2 separate regions of the Ovis aries genome follow, and region 1 is linked to region 2. Evidence: chromatin contacts called from public Hi-C data. All regions are on one chromosome and are shown on one strand. Each heading gives the region's core, a stretch centred on a gene start, on an enhancer-like site or on the middle of the called end of the contact. The rest is flanking DNA. Distances are from core to core; before and after follow the strand shown. Region 1 overlaps EPAS1 (endothelial PAS domain protein 1). Region 2 overlaps LOC132659410 (a long non-coding RNA gene).

Region 1 (2,700 bases), core at 32-2,531, 120 kb after region 2:
CTCCCCTGAGTGGGCCCCATAGAAGGAATTCCAAAGGGACCATCTAAGCAAGATCACAATCGCTCAAGGGGATAAGCTTCTCAGGTGGGAAATTTCCTTTAGATGCCCCTGTCTTTCCCCCATTCCTGTCCCTCCAGTGCCCTACTGTTAACCCACAGTGGCTGTGTTCAGGATCCCACACCATGTGCTCCCTTTCCAAAGTGACACAGGTCAAGGCTCATGGAACACCGCTGGTCCAAATCTCCTGTAGAGAGCAAGTTCACCTTGAGGATTAACTCAGTATGGATCATACCCCTTCTCGGCCAGAATTAAATAAATCATCAAGACAAACAAGATTGCTTCCTTCCTTATGGTCTCCAAATAACCTGCCCACTCAAAACTTCTCCCACTGGGGGAAAAAACAGTGACGACTGCAGTAAACCCCAGAGGTGTCCCCCATCCGTGTCTAAATTCTGCCATTCTGGGCCTTCCAAGGTACACTCCCGCCCGGCTGCCCAGCATCTCAGAACAACCCAGAGCCTTGTTTCTGGTAGTCACAACTCCCCTCTGGGCATAGCCTCCGGACTGAAACCCCCAGGGGTCAGTGACTCGAGTGGCACAGCCTCAAGTGGCTGTGTCAGATGAACTGTGGTGCTTTTTAATCTGTCATAAACATCAAAAGAGAGGCCACCAAGTAACAGGCCAGACAGTGAATCTTTTTCTTTTTCTTATGAGAGGGTATTCCTCCCCATCACAATCACAAAATCATCTCTCCCATACTCAATGATGCTTTTCACAATTCTAGCTTCCATAGGTGGCATTTGCACATCATGAGATGTTCTTGTATCTTGGGGTCTGGACACACTACCAGGACCAGCTCAGGTGCTGTGCAGAAGTGGGCGGGAGGGACTCATTTGTGGCTGTGGCATGGGTTATGATTGTAGCTTCCTAACCTGTTAACATCGGGATTTTCCCCATCCTGTCATTTGGTTAATCTCTCTGAACACAGCTCCAATCAGATTACCCCATCTCTGTTCAAAAACTTCCAACAGCCCCCTCTGTCTACAGGATGAAGTTCAAGGCTCAACTGCCGGCCTTCAAAGCTTTCCACAAGCAGCCTCACAGCCTTATCTGCCTCTGGGTGCTCACACTAACCCTTTGCTTATAGATCACGAGTCCACTCAGGTCGGCACCTTCAAAGCCTTTGCTGATTCACTGATTTTGATCCCAAGTCGTCAACACAGGGACCGAGAGACCTAACATTCTACTCAGATCAACAGAGTAGAGTCATGCTGAGTCACAGCACTTGAGAGCGAAAGGTCCTGGACTTTGCCTGGTCCAACACTGTCACTCTGAAGAGAACGATTCCCAGGAACAGAGCGATGAAGGGACTTGGTTCAAGTTGTATGATCAGACAGAGACTAGGTCAGAGGTTGAACTGACCGAGAACCTAAGGGTTTCCAGAGTAGAGAAGAAATAAGAGACTTTGGGGTTTTCTCAGGCTTCCAGTGCCTGTTTTAGAAAGGGATTCAGAAGGTCTGGCAGCCTTTTTCTCACAGAACTAAACAAGACTTTCTTAGTAACACAGAGCAGACAGTGAACAGCCCTGAGAGCTCCCCAGCCTGTGCCTGACCAGAGCCAGGTGGCCTTCAGGAGGGAGAGCAGAGGGGCTGGGGGAGGAGGCAGGGGTGGGGGTCGGGGCAGGTGGTGGGAATCCTGCACTCTGCAGGCTCAGGTGGTAACAAGGGTAGAAGTAGGCTAATGAAATGTATGCTTTTTCAGCATGTGTGATAATCAGAGCAAAACCTTGTAGGCTTGATACTGCCACCTTGCCTCTGTCATTCAGGTTGGATAAGTACACGCTCCATGTCAGTGACAGGTGAGAGCTATAAAAAGGGATGTTAGACTCGGTACAATCTGTTCAGGGCAGAGACTGACTCTCAGGTTCAGAAGGGACCTTGAAAGACATTGAATCCCTTTTTCTTAAAGCTTCAGTCCACTTGACAATATGTCCATTAGAGCTTTTGCGCAACTGTCCCCAGTTATAAGAGATGAAGCAGCCAGCTCCGACTGTCCCTGAAAAGTGCTTTTTGCTTGTATGGGCCCTTCCTTCCACTGGCACCTGCGGGAGCCCCCGCAGGTAGAGTGCAGTGCACAACACCTTTCAAACTTTCTCCCTCAAAGCCGCCTGTTCCATTTTTTATCACCCAGGGACCAGGCTCCTTCCTTGGCTCCGGTGGTAGCTAGTCTCTAAAGGTGGTCCCAGGGAGCCACATCTCACAGTATCAGGGCCTGGTATAGCCCCCTCCCACAGTGAATGGGCCAGGTCTGTAACTCACTTTAACCAAAGAGTGGTGCTGTACCAGTTTCAGGACTAAGCCTTCAGAGGGCCTGGCAGCTTCTACTTTTGCACTTTTGGGGAGTCCTGAGCTCCCCAAAAGGGAGCTAAGAATATAAGTATAAGAAGTTTGGCTACCCTGGAGAGACCATGTGGAGAGGAAGAGGCTCTGATACCTTATGGAGTGAGAGAGAGCTCCAGCCTCTGGCTACACCACAAGGTCCCAGAGGTGTAGGTGAGCCCTCTGCTTATCCCATCGAGTTGAGCCTCCTGACATCACATGGAGCATAACCACCCATAGAACCCACCGAATCATGAGAGACTATAAAAGCACTGTTTAACCCACTATGTTTGGGCAGCCTGTTACACAACCAGCACACGGA
Region 2 (2,700 bases), core at 196-2,695:
GAACCTCATCTGGTAGGCTCTGTTTTGGGAATAGAGACTAGGAGTTCTGCCTAAGAAGAGGGGAGAGAAACAAAGGCGGTAGATCCTTTTCTGGAAGGGCAAAAAGTAGCCGGAGGTGTTTTATCCCTCAATTCAGAGTCATTCAGACAGCTGCTCCTATGATTGATGGAGATGTTTATTTGTGCAGTTTTCTCAGAATCGCTAATCTCTAGCAAATGCTCAGCGCCCTGCAGGAGAACACTGCTAGCATTGTGAGGTGTGCGTTTTCATTCTAATGGAGTTGCAGATGCAGGCAGGACATTGATTAAATATAGAACTGGCAGGAGCAGATAGGTGTAAGTGCCCACAAAAAGGAGCTGGGTAGGGGAGGGAGCACCCGGCTCTGTGGCTCACCAGCCCCTTCCTCCTTCTAGACTTCAGTTTTCTCACCTGTCAAGTGAGGGTATTGGGCTGGAGGACCTCCAAGTTCCTTCTGTGCCCGGAGATTCTACAGTTTATTTTGTGTCACGGTCCTAGCCTGGACCTGGGTTCTGCGGGCACTGGTGAAGAAAAACACCCAGACTTTGGCATCTGGAAAAGGCCCTCAGAACTGGCCCTTGTGGGCCTCTCGAAAGCTTTTGAGCCCGTCTTGGCCAGCTGAGCAGAGTTCTGGTCTTGAGTGGGCCAGTGTCGATTTCCACATCGTCTGCAGTTTGGCTCCTATCACAAACTGGTTGTAGGAAGTAACTTTTATGAGAGATGAGCAAAGATTAATTTTCAGAAAATTTCAAAAGCAATTAAACCCTTTTCTTCAAAGGGAATTTTATGTGGACTTGAGATAGGACAGATAAAACTTGGGCTATTCTGGGAGAGGGGCCTCAGAGTCCTCAGGCTCCTCTGTGAACCTGCAGGCTCTGGAGCACAGTTTGAAAGTGACCAGCCTGAGGGTCAGACAGTCCAATGACAGCTATGCAGACAAGTGAGGCCCCTGACTCCATGTCCATGTCATACCTTTGATTTTAGCAAAGGTAACTTAAGGACCAGCACGTGAAAGCCGCCTCTGTGTCTGCTGTGAGGTTTCTGGCAAAGACACTGGTTCATGCGGTGTCCTCCACGGAATGCTCCCATGTGAGAAATTTCCCTCCTCAGTCTGTATGAGGAAAAACTTTCTTTTCCTAGGAACTAAAATGCCCGTTGGGTCTTTGTTGGAAAACAAACAGCTGACCAATGAGCAAACACTGTCTCTCCTGAGAGGAACTCTTCCATAGTAAGATGTGTATCCCGTAACACGATGTGTGATTTCCTTTGAGCTGTGTGGTAGATGCTCTGTGTTGCCGCTTGGTGTCCGTCTCAAGCTCGTATGTGTCTTCCTGTGCCTGAGAGGCTGTAAAGTGAGAGACACCATTGCCCAGGTCCCCCTGCTCCTAGGAGTCCAGAGTCACGCTTATTGCCACCACTAGATGGCCTAATGTAGGATGTGGAGGCAGAAGTGAAGGGAGGTCATTTTCATGCTGCGCTGGCTCTTGCTGGTGACCTGGGTGATTCTGGGCGTGGGTGTTCCTGCAGTCATGACCTCATGTCAGGTCACTAGCTCCATGGGTGTTGGTGGGCTGGCAGTGCCGCCCAGATTTTGAAACTGGAGTCATGGCAGTGTGTTCTTGATTTCAATGATTCTCTGTGTTGAGAATTCTCTGCCATCCTGATTATGGCAGAGGTGGTAGCTTCCCTGGTGGGCCGGTTCTGATCGCTATTTCTGATGGCCTAGCCTAGAGCTCTCTTCTCACACTCTTTGCACGATCCATTCTGTAAGCACTGAATCCCCTGTGTTACAACATGTTTCCTTAACAAGCAAGAGTGATTTCTGTTTCCTGTACTTGAACCCTGTCTAATGTCCCATGGGTGTCAGGATGCTTAGAGTCAAGTTTTGTTGCTTCCTGTTGAAGACTGAAGGGTCTTTGAACCTCAGCTTTCATATCTGAAGCTCCTTGGTAGTAATAATCTTTTTATTTGTATCGTAATTGTTTCCATGTATCTCTCACCATTGACTCCTGCCTCCCTCCATGACTAAGGGCTGTTTGAGGTTTTACAGCTTACCAAGCCCTTTCTCCTTTTATGACTTGACTCTTACAAGTACCATGGGAGGTCAAAGGGAGGGTTTATTATAATCATCAATACAAGCCCACAGGGTAATTGACATGGTGGAGTCATGTACATAATGTGGCTGCAGAATGAGTGGAATGCTCTGGGTTGCTTGGAGGATTTGGACAAGGCTTTAGGAGGACACGGCAGCTGAAATGTGAAGAACGTGATGTCTAAAGAGAGAAAGGCAGGGTGAGGGAAAAGCATGTGCACAGGCTTGGAAGCCTGCACAGATGTGTATGTTCAGAGGAGGATGCAAGCGTGAGTTTACGACGGTTTGAGTGGACAGTGGGAGGGCTGTGACATGATAGGGACTGGGACTCCTGCCTGCGGGAGTTTGTTTTCTCCTTTAGATGGCCAAGGGGCAGGAAGCAACCTGAATGATTATACTGATGCTGGAAAGGGCTGGAGAGGCGAGTTTAGAAGCAGAAAGAGTGAGCAGCCTATGATGGCAGTTCAAGGAAGAGGTGACCAGAGATGGTGCTGGGGGTGGGAACAGGGTATTGGATGGTGGAGGGTGAGAGGGAGAGGGAGTGACCTAGGATGACTCCTGGGTCTCTGGTTTGGTTGCCTGGATGAGTG

The links. Hi-C and Micro-C count contacts between places; a contact is called where the count stands out from the background.
Region 1: a contact with region 2 is called in a Hi-C map of hypothalamus, with 4 times the contacts expected there. The contact joins two enhancer-like sites. A contact is called at or near these places in 5 of 16 Hi-C or Micro-C datasets (hypothalamus, liver, mixed tissues and 2 more).

Annotation. Positions count from the first base shown.
Region 1 is chr3:77,990,705-77,993,404 of ARS-UI_Ramb_v3.0, forward strand. All of the region lies in intron 4 of EPAS1 (endothelial PAS domain protein 1), which reads right to left. Among named protein-coding and RNA genes, the nearest start is that of EPAS1, 64 kb to the right of the region's middle. Within about 2 kb of position 1,282, at least 6 of the 54 cell types and tissues checked have an H3K27ac peak or open chromatin away from gene starts, as enhancers often do.
Region 2 is chr3:77,875,011-77,877,710 of ARS-UI_Ramb_v3.0, forward strand. The region is part of intron 1 of LOC132659410 (a long non-coding RNA gene); the gene reads left to right. Among named protein-coding and RNA genes, the nearest start is that of TMEM247, 19 kb to the left of the region's middle. Within about 2 kb of position 1,446, at least 6 of the 54 cell types and tissues checked have an H3K27ac peak or open chromatin away from gene starts, as enhancers often do.